2 separate regions of the Mus musculus genome follow, and region 1 is linked to region 2. A link is a contact called in public Hi-C data. All regions are on one chromosome and are shown on one strand. The core of a region is the stretch at or near the end of the contact, and the rest is flanking DNA. Distances in the headings are between cores, read along the strand shown.

Evidence for each region. A called contact is a pair of places that touch in the nucleus more often than the background predicts.
Region 1: a Hi-C map of embryonic stem cells shows a contact between it and region 2, with 1.9 times the contacts expected there. The contact joins two enhancer-like sites. A contact is called at or near these places in 1 of 484 Hi-C or Micro-C datasets (embryonic stem cells) and 1 of 115 datasets of contacts at active chromatin or transcription factors (embryonic stem cells).

What each region holds. Positions count from the first base shown.
Region 1 is chr6:32,784,775-32,791,066 of GRCm38.p6, forward strand. No RefSeq gene overlaps it. Among named protein-coding and RNA genes, the nearest start is that of Gm32007, 130 kb to the left of the region's middle. Within about 2 kb of position 2,782, at least 13 of the 459 cell types and tissues checked have an H3K27ac peak or open chromatin away from gene starts, as enhancers often do. A contact at or near this core is called in embryonic stem cells, where this site is marked.
Region 2 is chr6:31,946,320-31,952,630 of GRCm38.p6, forward strand. No RefSeq gene overlaps it. Among named protein-coding and RNA genes, the nearest start is that of Gm31894, 69 kb to the right of the region's middle. Within about 2 kb of position 2,007, at least 18 of the 459 cell types and tissues checked have an H3K27ac peak or open chromatin away from gene starts, as enhancers often do. A contact at or near this core is called in embryonic stem cells, where this site is marked.

The DNA of each region.
Region 1 (6,292 bases), core at 1,532-4,031, 840 kb after region 2:
CTTCAGGCCTCCAGATACCTTCAGCATGGCTGCTTCTTCTTCCCCGTCAAGTCCTGCTCTTCCCTTGGTCTGTACCCTTGTCTTGTCATCCTCTCCCACCTGTCTGGGTTGGCAGGTTGTCCAGATGCCCTCACACCTTGTGCCAAAGCTTAGTCTCTTCTCTCTGGACTGATATGTATCTACCAGCCTCGAAGCCTCTCTGCCAGGACTGCAGGCAGGATGTTAAACATCAGACATTTCAAACAGGATCCCTGTCCCCTGCCCACAACCCCCCACATCTTGCTGGTGTTGTTCATCTCTGCCCATTAGATGACAGGATCACTTAGTTGACTACTCTGCCAATTTGGGGGAGTCCTTGCATTTTTCTCTCTAAACCCCACACCTTACATCTAATGCAGTATTGGATCTTGTTTATAATTATCCTAAATCTGACCTCTGGTTTTCTCTACTGCTCTTGCTCTAGTCCAGGCCAGCACTTCTTGTCTGAATGGCTAATGCAAGGACCTCCAATACCTGCCCTACTCCCATGTAACCTGTAGTTTGATGGCTCTTCACAGAGCCAGAGGGACCTTTTTATACACTTGAGTCAAATCAACTGATGGCTGAGTACAAACCCTAACATGAACTAGTCACTCTCAGAATAAAGTCAATTCTTATCAGGGACAGAGGCTTGTCCTTGATGTGACCCTGCCTACCTCTCTATGCTTCCATTTTACCACTAGTCATGATGACCTCTTTGCTGCCCCCCAACACATCACACTTGCTCCTGACTCGGGACCACTGTGCTTTCTTCTCCCAACTTAAGAGCGCACCTCCTCCAGGTCTTCACGGGATTCTTCTTTTCCACACTCAAGACTCTTCTCTCGGGTCTTGTCTTTGGCACCTGACTAGGTTAGCACACCCCCGCCATTGCCTGCTCTTCCGTTCTCCAGCTCTCTGTTCCTCTAGCCTTTAATATTTTATGCAGCACTCATCATTATTTGACATTATGTTATGGTTTGCCTCCCTGCGAATGTATCTGCAAGGCCAAGACCTTGTCGAGGGGGATGGAGTATGCTGCGCACTGCATGTGTCTGTGCATGTGTGTAGTTCAGAACAACCCCAGGTGGTGTGTTCCGGAGGTTGTCCACTTTTTTTTTTTTTTTTTTGAAAGTCAAGCAAATCCAAAGTTTTATCTGAAGAGAACACTTTTATTAAAGTTTAAAAAAAAAAAAAAAAGATTTACAGGGTGTAAATCTCAACAGCTGCCCAAAGGAGGGAAATGGAGATGTGGGCTGGGGAAGCCATAATCTTTGAATTAAATCAGCATGGCTGGCAACCACATGGCAGGGAGAGAGAGAGACCAGAGACAAAGAGTGAAGCCCAAAGTGCTAGCCAAAGCGTGCCTAGAAGGGAGAGAGAAGAGGGAAAGGAGGGTTACACTTCTCTAACTTGGAAAAGCGGTGGACTCACACAACAGCATGGCTGTGCTCTGTAAGAGACTTCAGTTGGAGGTAGGGATCCTGGGGAAGAAACCTCCAGTGCCTCATTAAAGGTTTAACCATGCCTGCTTCCTTAGCATGCCTTAAGGTGAGCCGCCTTTCCTAGAAATGGTTCCACCTCCCAGAGGGCGCGGTCCCCTGGCCAGGCGATCCTGGTTTCACTGGATTAATTCATTTGTTGTAGGTAACTAGGGATGTTAGGAAAGTGTCAAGGTTTAGAACTCTCAGTTAGACAAGGCTGGCTCACTAGCAAGTCTCAGATCTGCCTGCCTGAACCTTCCCAGCAAAGGAATTACACACCAACACTTGACTCACTGTGCTGTCTCCCCAATCCTTCCTGGGGATAGGGAGGGTCCTCTGGGCGGGGGGGGGTGGGGGTGGGGGGGGGTGGGGGTGGGCGTTATGCAGACCCGAATTAACATAGGAACTTTAAAGGCAGTGGCAGGGTTTGGATGGCACTTCTCTCAGATGTAAGCAGAGGCAAGAATGGTGGGAAGCAAGTGGTAGGAGCCCATCCCAGGGCAGCACCTAGCCATACTGGAGAGCCTAGCCCGGAACTCCAAAGTATCATGGGCAGCTGTTCTCCACTAATGTTTACAACAGCATTCCTGTCCAGTGGCAAGGAAGCCTCCCTGGGCTCCAGGCACTGATCTATGATATCCTCAGGTTCTACATAAAGCACTTTAGTGTGGGAGGAGTGGGTACTTCTTTATTCTAGGTTCCTAGTAAAACATGTGGGTGCTGAAAAAAAAAACATAGAGGCAACTCAAAATGAATCCTCACCTTCCAGCTAGCCACTGTCTTGCTTGCCTTCCACCCAACTACGCCCCCTTTGTGTGTGACACAAATCATGAACACTGCTCCAAGTCCACGTGGTATGTGAGGCTCCTTGTTAAGGCTTGGTTAGTGCTCACGCTTCTTGGGAGTGAGGGGCAAAGTCATAGGAAAATGTGCTTTATAGCCTGGCTTGATGCTAAGATTGAGGTCCGGGCTGGGAGATGCAGAAAAAAATGGCATCTTGACTCCTGGGTGGCACAGGCTGTGGTAATAAGCAGGTGGCTACAGTAACCTGGCTTTGACCTTGATTTTATATATCAGCAGGGAGAGGGTGGGAGCAAGTGGGCACAGGCTTCCAACCCCTACTGTGGGTGCTAACAAAGGCTCCCAGTAGCCAGGTCCCCAGCAGGCCTGACAGTTGAAGAAGGGACCTTGTGGGAGGTTCCTCAAGTGTGAGCCACTCAGTGCCCCTGTCCATTAAGGCACAGCTAGAGTAGAGTGGTCCCCAGTAAGGACCTCTGACCTCTGGCTTGCACATTTGCATTTAAAAGCCATGATGGAAATGTAATTTCCTTGGGAGGCAGGGTTATATTCAAAGCACACAGCCTTCTCAGCAAAGTGACAAAGACCACAGCTGGATGGGTCCTCACAGGCAAGGTAGAGAAGGCTGCATGAAGGGTGGGCAGAGAGGTGAAGAAAGTCAAATTTTCCTGCATAAGGAAAAAATCTTTGAAGTGTGCGGGAGGCCTGGCCTAATCAAACTGTGAGCCGCTCCAAGCACTTCATTAAATCTCAGTGTAGCTGTTTTCCATTTAGGGTTGACTTGCTTTGGGGGAGTTTCAGGGAACAGTTTTAATTTCCAACTTTCTAGACTGAAAGCAAGCGCTGGTCAGATTTCCTGGAATCTAACATGGATTTGACATCGTGTTACCCTCTAAAATACAAATGCACTTTATCATGGTCGAGAGAGGACTGTGGGTCTGGGAAGGCGGGAGGTATCTTTGACATGGGTGAGTTTTTTGCTTCTCTTCCTACACTGAAGCAATTTCCTGTTTCTCCAGCAATATTGAAGCTGGAGGCCGGAGAAAGGGAGAGCACAACGTGGAAGATAAATTGTCATCTTTGTCACTTCAACTTCGGCTGGACAGAGGAGAATGAATTTGCTGGCTGTTTTTCTTCCAAACACGGGTAGGGCCCAGGGACCCTGGAAGGTACGGAACGTTAGTTGTCTATGCTTTGGCCACACACCTCCTGTGGTAAGGGACTCACACCTGGGTCAGGGACAGCAAAACCACCGTTACCTAGGTGTATCAGTTCAGCCAGTCAACTGAGACACAGGATTCTCCAAGAAGCCCCCATCACAGGGATTGCAGCGGCTTCCCTCAGCACTGAGCCTGAACAGCTCTGTTGTTCATGAGTCACAACAGTCAAAGGACCACATACAAGAAGCATCTAAGTTGGGATTGTTCAGACATTTTTGCTCCTAGATAACAGTTTAGTTGGTAGAGGGCCTGCCTAGCAAGTGGGGGAATCTGGGTTGACTACATCCCAGCACCACTCAAAGTGTCCAAAGTGGGGTGTACTGGCTATTTTTCTGTCAACTTGACACAGCTGGAGTTATCACAGAGAAAGGAGCTTCAGTTGAGGAAATGCCTCCATGAGATCAAATTGTAAGTTATTTTCTCAATTAGTGATCAAGGGGGAAAGGCCCCTTGTGGGTGGGACCATCCCTGGGCTGGTAGTCTTGGTTCTATAAGAAAGCATGCTGAGCAAGCCAGGAGAAGCAAGACAGTATAAAGAACATCCCTCCATGGCCTCTGCATCAGCTCCTGCTTCCTGACCTGCTTGAGTTCCAGTCTTGACTTCCTTTGGTGATGAACAGCAACATGGAAGTGTAAGCTGAATAAACCCTTTCCTCCCCAATTTGCTTCTTGGTCATGATGTTTGTGCAGGAATAGAAACCCTGACTAAGACAGTAGGGCATGCCTGTAACCTTAGGTAGAGGTAGAAAATCTGACATTCAAGGTCATCTCTGGTTTCACAGTGAGTCTACAAGACCCTGTCAATAAATGAGTAAATGAATGAATGAATGAACAAACAAGTAATGAACTAAATGATACATTGACCATTACTGCATTTTAAGGATGCACAGTGAGTCCTTGAGCCCTTACCCCTCTCTTGTTTGTATTTCCCTTTTTGCTGTTTGACTGTTGGCTCCTGAAAAATGCTTAAGAGAAAACAAGGGGAAGATGAGACTGAAGCCTCCTACATTGTACCCCCATGAAGATGGAGGGTTTGCCTGTGGTGGAATGGTTTCTCAGATAGAAATGAAACCTCAACCATGTACAGTTGTCACTGCTGGTCTGGTCTGTTCTATGGCCTCATGCTCCCAGGGGTGTGTGTGTGTGTGTGTGTTCAAACCATGGGTTTTAGATTCACAAGTCAACCAACCACCCATCCTAGGCTGGGCCAGACTTTTTGCGCTTACTCTTTGAGAAAATGTTCTAATTGCTGGATTTAAAAATAATAACTGTAAGCGTAAAGAATTGCTGAAGGATAAAAAGTCATATAGAACTGAAGACTTAGGGACTAGAACAGGAGGGAAAAAAAAATCCTAAGTCAAAGGAAAGGACCACAGTGAGCTGCTCCACCGTGAGAACTCTGAAGGGGCCTGGTAACCCCATGGCCCTCTGTACTTCTGACGTATAGCCTCAGGAGGAGAGGGGAAGACATTTTGGTAGGAGGAGGGAAGGAACATCTAGGACACCTAGGGCCTTAGGATGAATTGTAACCCTTTCACTCCAAATTTCAGGTCAGGATGGAGAGTCAAAACTCCTAATTTTTAACTCCCTCTGCTGAGTCAGTCAACTGCTGCTGCCCTTTTGAACTGTTAGCTGCTCTAATCTTTTTGTTTTCCATGACTACATTATTAGCCATAGTCCCTGTTATGTAATGGGTCTCCTGTGCTTCCTCCTCCACGATCTGCTCTTATGGCTCATGGCATGTAGGTGTCTGGCAAAGATAATTATACCTTAGGCTGAACAGTAGCGCTCAAAGAGCCATGCCTCTACCCCCACTCTAAACCACGTGACTGCTTGTTTGGCTAGGCCAATACAGCTTAAAACTGCCAGAGAAAGTTCTCATCAGCTGACCTGAGGCCACATGCCACAATTTCTTTTTTAAACCATTCTTTGTTAAGTTTTCTAATAAACACTGACCTCTCAGAGAATTTCATGCAGCTGTCTTCTGAAAATTCACCAAGGATTGTTTGAAGGCGGTACCAGCTAGCCAGCATTCTAGGCACTTTACTCCTGAATCGATGAGCTAAACTACCCCAGGAAGATCTGATCGAGATAACAGGGATGCCGTGAGCCCCATGTAAGTCTCAACACACTTTCCAAGTAGTTGTCCAAAAAGCTCATGGTGGCCCGGCCTGAGGTATGTAATCACCCACAGAGAGGTCTATAAAGATTCAGAAAAAGACATCACTGCACCCTCTGATGTCCTCAGAGTGCCACCGTCTACCCTTCCACCCAGCCTGCAAATCTAAGTAAGTTAACAGTTGGTGCTTCCAGAGACAGCCTGACAAACTACCCCATCCATAGGCTTACCCAGCTTTAAATGCCTGATTCCTCAGTGCTGCCTTCCCCTGCCAGCAACAAGACTGGCAACCTGGGATGTGCCAAGTTCTTGGCTCCAAACAGTAAAACAAAACCGTATAGGAGGGGATTTTTGAGTTAGCTGATTTGTAAACACTATAGCAAGCCGCTGTGTAAACATTTGTTTCTGTGTACCTATTATTTCTCTCAGGCAGTTACCTGGATGCCACCCTGACAGCGTGGGAGCATGTGCCTCCTTGAATTACACATGCCTCCGTCAGTCACACTTAAATGAACCCGCTGATTGTGCATCATTAAAAGCCCAAACAAACCAACCCAGCCAATAGAAGAGCCCAAAACAAAAACCCTTCATTAGATGGCAATCACTGGGTTGCTCAGTAATTATGGAAGGAGGGTCTCCACTGCCACTCAGAA
Region 2 (6,311 bases), core at 757-3,256:
TAGATCTACTTGCTACCAACATTTGACATACAGTGACAATCAGTTTTAGGTGTTGATTGTCCAGGCTTTGTTAGTAAATGCTAACCCAGTGATGGTATTCTATAGTTATTTGGCTACTCAGTAATTAATTAAGTATTAAACAAGGGTTACTCTCATTCCTATAGTGGGAAGTGAGGATGCCATCTATCAGTTGACAGCCGTATGAATACAACCAGGATTTTCTGGAAAATAAGTATTTCTCAAAACATCCCTTTCTGCCTGAATTTCCAGCCTGCTTTACAGAGTTTACACGTGCTAGTCCTATAAACCTGAGCCAGTTCTAAAAGCACACATGTGTGTACACGGGCACACCCTCACCCTGTTGATTGTACTTCTCTGAGAACCGGGATGAACCTGTTGAAACCATGACTATGACATGGTTATCCCCCATGACAGTGCCTTGGCTGGGTTCCAAGTGTGGTGACAGTGACAGTGGAGATGGGCAATGAGGTCAGCCTGAGAACACACACATTTTCTGAGCCCATGTCATCTGGACATGCTAGGTTGGGTGGACTAAGTAGGGAGTGGTCTGATGGAATGGATCCAAGGCTGAGGGTCAAAGACCGAAGTTCAGGCCCTGGTGATGCCTTCCCTCTACTCGTCTGTAAAATGGGAGGCATTCTGAGAACCATAAGCATAATCGATTAAGACCGGAAATTTAGAGCATTTGGGAAGTAGTGGCCACACTTCATTTGATGTCTAAGAGTTTTTAAAATATAGATTAATCTTTTGAACTATGCCTCTGGAGCAGTTGTAAGTTTCTCTCCAAAAGAATTTTGGAGAAAATGTGCCCAGTGGGTGGAGAGAGGCGTGACTTTCTTTTCACCCAGTGATGCTGTAGTACAGCCAAACAGAAAGACAGAGACCTCGAGGATCTTTGTCAGAACCAGTTAAAAATGCTACCTATTCAAAGGAAGTCTGCCAGAGACTCTGATATGTGGGTGATGAATTTGTCATTAGGCAGCTATGGGCAAGCAGAAAATCACAGAGCCAGTCTGATTGTGGGGAGCTGAAGGGGTGGATAATCTCATAAGTGGGAATGCTTATATGATGCTTACATGGGTAAACAGTGGACTCAGAGCGCCCTGTGCCCTCATTCCATATGCTGCCTGTAGGGTCCTTGGGTCCTTGGGTCCTGTCTTTTAGGCTGCCCTAAGAGCTTGTATGGCCAAAGCCCAGCATGTCCTGTCTGTTGCTGCATACTGTTTAATGAACAGGTCAATGGAATCTCAGGGACAGTCTGTCCACAGGTCACCATATACAGTGGTCACATGGCTGTGTGTACTACATCAGCGGCTCCTTGAGAACCTGGTGGAGGAAAGAGATTGATGTAAAATAAGAGGAAAGGAGAAAAAGGAACCAGAGGGGGAAAGTAGGCCTCCATTAAATAAAGAAATTCATAAAGGAATGTCTATCCTCCACGCGTGAGCAATTTCTGCTTGAGGAGATGGGACACACACTGAATTAGCCGTTCACTCTGTCAAAATATGAGGAACTTCATTCTGTGCCGTCCGCAACTGAAGAGTCAACAGCAGGCCTGCCTGTGTGTCCCAAGAGGTGGCTCTGAGGAGCAAGCCTGTGGGTGCAAGGACAGGGGAGCCCAAGTCTGCCCTGGATGGGGTGCAGTGTGGTTGGGTGAATGAAGGCTAACTCTGGAGTGGTAGAGGCTGCAATTGTCTCCAGAGTGGGGGGTGACTGTGTTCTGAGCTCAGAACACCCTGACAGACAAACCGAGAGGAGGGAGTGCCCCAGGATCCAACTGAGATTGACACCTCAGATCCTGCCCATCTCAAGCTGTCAAGGCCTCCTTCCTTAGAGCACATTGGGCCGGCACAGTCTTGCATTAATTTAGAGCTAATTGTCAGGTAATGAATTCGATTTGGCTCGGTGTCCTGAAATCCCTTCTGCTCCCAGCTGAACACCAGTAAATCATTTGCATCACAAATCTCCTCTTCCCTGGATGCTCAGCACACCCAAGCTGTCCTGCAGTCCCTTCCTGCCTCCTGAAGCTCCCCACTCTGGAAAAATCACTGTACTTCCTCCTTTGAGTTTCAAAGCTGAAATGCATGCAAGACAACTGACTTTGGGGAAGTGTGTTTCTGAAAAGTCTGGAACAATGGACCTCTCAAGGTGCAGTCTCCTGAGCAGCAGGCATTCTGGAAGCCATTGAGATGTGCACATACACTGAACTGAATCAGAAACCTGGGGCAGGACCAGGCATTCCACGTTTGAACCAGCTCTCGGGTGCCCTGACACAGAGCCAAGCACTGGAACTCTTGGTTTGTGTAGTGGTTTAAATGACAACACCCCTCTCAGGCTCACATATTTTGATAGTTGGTGCTGGTGATATTTGAGGGAGTTAGTCGGTGGTGTGGCCTTGCTAAGGGAGAGCTTCAGGGCTGGCCAGCTTCAGGGATCTATAGCCTTGGTCCATTTCCGGTTTGCTCCCTGCTCTGTGGTTGATCGCACAGCTTCCTGCTCCAGTTGCCACATCGGCTGCTTGCTACCATGGCTCCCTGTCAGGATAGACTCATCTCCCTCTGGAACCATAAGTGCAAATAAACACTTCCTTCTGTCAGTTGCTCTTGGCCATGGAACTTTACCACTAGAACAGAAAAGTAACTGATGTGTGCTGGCTAGAACCATTCAGCCTGGAGCAGACTTGCATGGATTTAAAGCTAATGTTGAATTGTTAAGAACAGATTCAACAGAACTTCCTTCAGCTCGGTATTTCTTCTCAGTGTAAAGCCAGCTTCCCTCAGAAGTTTCTGGATATTTATTAAAACTTCTGACTTAATTATTCTTCTATTTCCATGTTAGCTAGAATCAGGTTCAGGCAAGTGCGAGAAACTTAATATAAAAATGGACAAAAAAAAATCTATAAATGGTTTAAGCAAGACATGTTCTCATATTTGTAGTGTAGAGTGAGTGTGGAAGGTCTGAAATTAGTGTTGTGGATGGAATGCAGAAAAGGGACTTTGGTGGGGCTAGGGGGCATGATGGTTGGTTTCAATCATTCTGATTATCTAAATTGATGTGGGAAGACCCACCCTCCAAATGTGGGTGGCGCCCTAGTTCTGATACTAGTGAAGATAAGTCAACTTGGTCAAGCAAGCAGAAGACAGGGCAAGATTATTTGTCGTTTGCTTGCTTGGCCAAGTTGATTTATCTTCACTGGCATCAGAACCGCTGTTCCCAGGCACCAGCACTGACGAAGGACTACTGGTTCTCCAGGAGTCCTCCAGGTTTTCAGTGCCTCAGAGGGACTGCTGAAGTGCCTAGCTTCATGGACAGAGCACCTATCGGCCTCTCAGCCTCTTCAGTATGAGGCAGCCACTGGGTATTAAAATAATTTATTAAATCAGATTATGTTGAAATAGAAGCAGTGGCTGTCTCACATCTGAGAGGCTGAGACCTAGAAGTTACAAAGTCCTTGATGCTGGGTGCTAAGCACCGGGACTACTCTTTTAACACACACACACACACACACACACACACACACACACACACACACACACAGAGAGAGAGAGAGAGAGAGAGAGAGAGAGAGAGAGAGAGAGAGAGAGAGAGAGAGAGAGAGACTGACTACTATGGGACAGAAGAGAAGAGGGAGAGCACAAAGGGCAGGAAAGCATGATTTTCTTTGTCACAATCACTTTCCCTAGGAGGTCCAGACTCTGTCAGCCCCATGTAGCAAGCTGGGGTGTCCCTGACCCCACTAACTCAGGACACTTTGCTTCGGTGGTGGTCGGCTGTGACCTCCTCACTTGTGAATTCCCATTGTCTGGAACTCACTAGGTACTTGTGAAGTTAAATTTAATCAATTACCTTACAATTATCTCATATGTAATTTGTCAATCATAGACCAGGTTCTGGGAGGATGGATACTGGTGCTGTGTAAGGAGGTTCTCATCTTCTCCGAGAGCGAGAGTGAGAGAGAGAGAGAGAGAGAGAGAGAGAGAGAGAGAGAGAGAGGGAGGGAGAGAGAGAGAATGCACATTGGCTTGTAGAATAAGCCCTCTGAGATAAATGACTCAGCCCAGACCACTGGCATCTGTATTTTTAGGGGCAACTCCCAGCATCTGGAGCTGGTAGACAGTAGTGTGGGATGCTGTTTGGATTTGGTTAGGGGTGAGAAAACAGGCAAGGGAAGACAGAGTAGTAGGAGCAGGGACAATAATCCAACAATCTGCTGGGAGTTACAGGGGTGAGAGGAGAAGGGAGTTACACTATAAGAACGGAATGGTGTATAACCAGGCAGGCATTTTGACGCTTTAAGAAATGGGAGCCTTCTCCATGCAGGAGTTAACAAGGTGTGCCTATGTCAGGAGCAGAGATGTGAGTCCTGGAAATGGGGAAGACACTGGCAGGAGAGACAACTTCCCCACTGCCTTTCTCCATATGTGTCTAACCTCTTCAAGTGCTTAGCAGCACGCACTATGCCCATATGTGAGCCATAGGGATTTATTGGCTCACTCTCCCATTTTCTTGCAACCATTTTGCTGGTACCTACTGTGTCCCAGTTAGTGATAGGGCAAAGATTGTAGAAAGGGCACAATCAGAGATTCCTGGCCCCAGAGGTCTCTGCTATGGAGGACATGAACCTACAAAGCCAACCTTATATTTGTGCATCACCACATTAAAAATTGTTCTGTTATACACTAGTTTATGATCTCTGGTCCTCAACGCTCATACTGAAGGGGCTAACGGGTGAGCAAGGAAGAGGGTTCTGCAGGGGGAGGTGTATAGGTTGTCAGGCCAACCATGTGAGATTGCTTCTGGTGCCCTCCAGGGCCTGTGGGGCACACCCACCAACTCCTTCCTACCTCTGCTAGCTGCAGCTGTCTTATCCCACAGGCTCAGGGCAAGGGCCTCCTGGGAGTCTCCATTCTCTCTCAGCCTCAGTAATCCTATCAACACCAGGGATATGCTTAATGCCAGTCTCAAGTGGTGGAGCCCACTGACTCTTGCCCTCTCTGAGTTCCATGTATGTCTCCTCTAGGCCTGGTTCCTGGATAAGGAAAGTATGAACGAGCACAGAAAGATGCCCAGAACGTCTCAGGCTCAGACAAGAAATGCCTGCAACAGCTCTGGGTGAGGCTCTTAGGTGGGGTGGATCCAGTGGTCAGGGTGGCTCTACTTTCTTCTTCAAAGCAGTCAGACAAATGCTTGTCAGAAATCACTTGCTCCAGAACCCAGTGGTTCTGAGCAGGGATGAAAGTGTTAGGGATGGCTGCATATGTCCTACAGGCTGGTCTGGCCATTTTCATCACTCCATTCAATCATTGAGACTTTTAGTCTCTGTCCCCTATCCTGCTTGAGGAAATCTGGAATGAGGGCTCAGAGTAGGAATGGATTTCCTCCACCAATACCATCAGGGAACAAAGCTGCTTCCCAAGTTCACTGGAACCCTGGAGGCTGGGACCCGAGCCCATCTTCCCCTTTGGAAGCCGGTATCTATTCTCCATAGCATTACTGTTAAATGGAGATGAAAACTATGCTTTCCCTAGTTTCCCCTGGGTTCCTGCGCTTCTGAGTACCCCTTCTGCAGTGGCCATCTCTGTTTCTGGAACTTTCTCAATGGAGCCCTTACAGAAGGCTTTCTCTTTTCTATACCTAGCAACATAAAATATTGCAGCGCAATCACAGACCCCTGCAGATCCACCAAGGGGACTCATTTAAGTTGGCACTGGTTTTGCTAACCTCCTGCTGAAATATTTGCCAACCTGGCCAAGGCTTTGAGCTGCTTGGGCCAAGGAACACCTGTGCCATTTCATGATACCCTTGAATAGCTAGAAATTCCAGAGGCTGTAGAGATTAGAAATTTCAGGACTGGTTCTGTCAGCCTGGACTTTGGGATAAAAGCATGGCAATATTTCATGTGTCCCAATACTTTAATTACAGGCTGTGTCCCTGTTCTTTCTAACAGTTGAGGTCAAAGTCTGGGCAGAAATGCCCAGCCCAGAGTCCTGGCATTTGAGACAAGAGACTCCACAAGGCCAGGGTGTTTGCCTGGCTTTCTGAATATTGTCTGCAAAGTACAGTACTGGGTGGCTTCTTGTGGTTCTCATGAGGTAAGCCAGGCAAGGGACCTTCTTGTCTAGTGGTATGAAGACATGTAGCTTCCAAAACCATGTATACCTGTAGAAAAGCCTGCAGTCTTTCCTCTCTCACCCTCTCAGCTTATTATAGCTGCTTTCCCACTCAGGACCTAGCCTCTCACTGACTGCTCACTCCTAGGAATAGATTTGTGTAAGTAGTGCCTCTGGCAT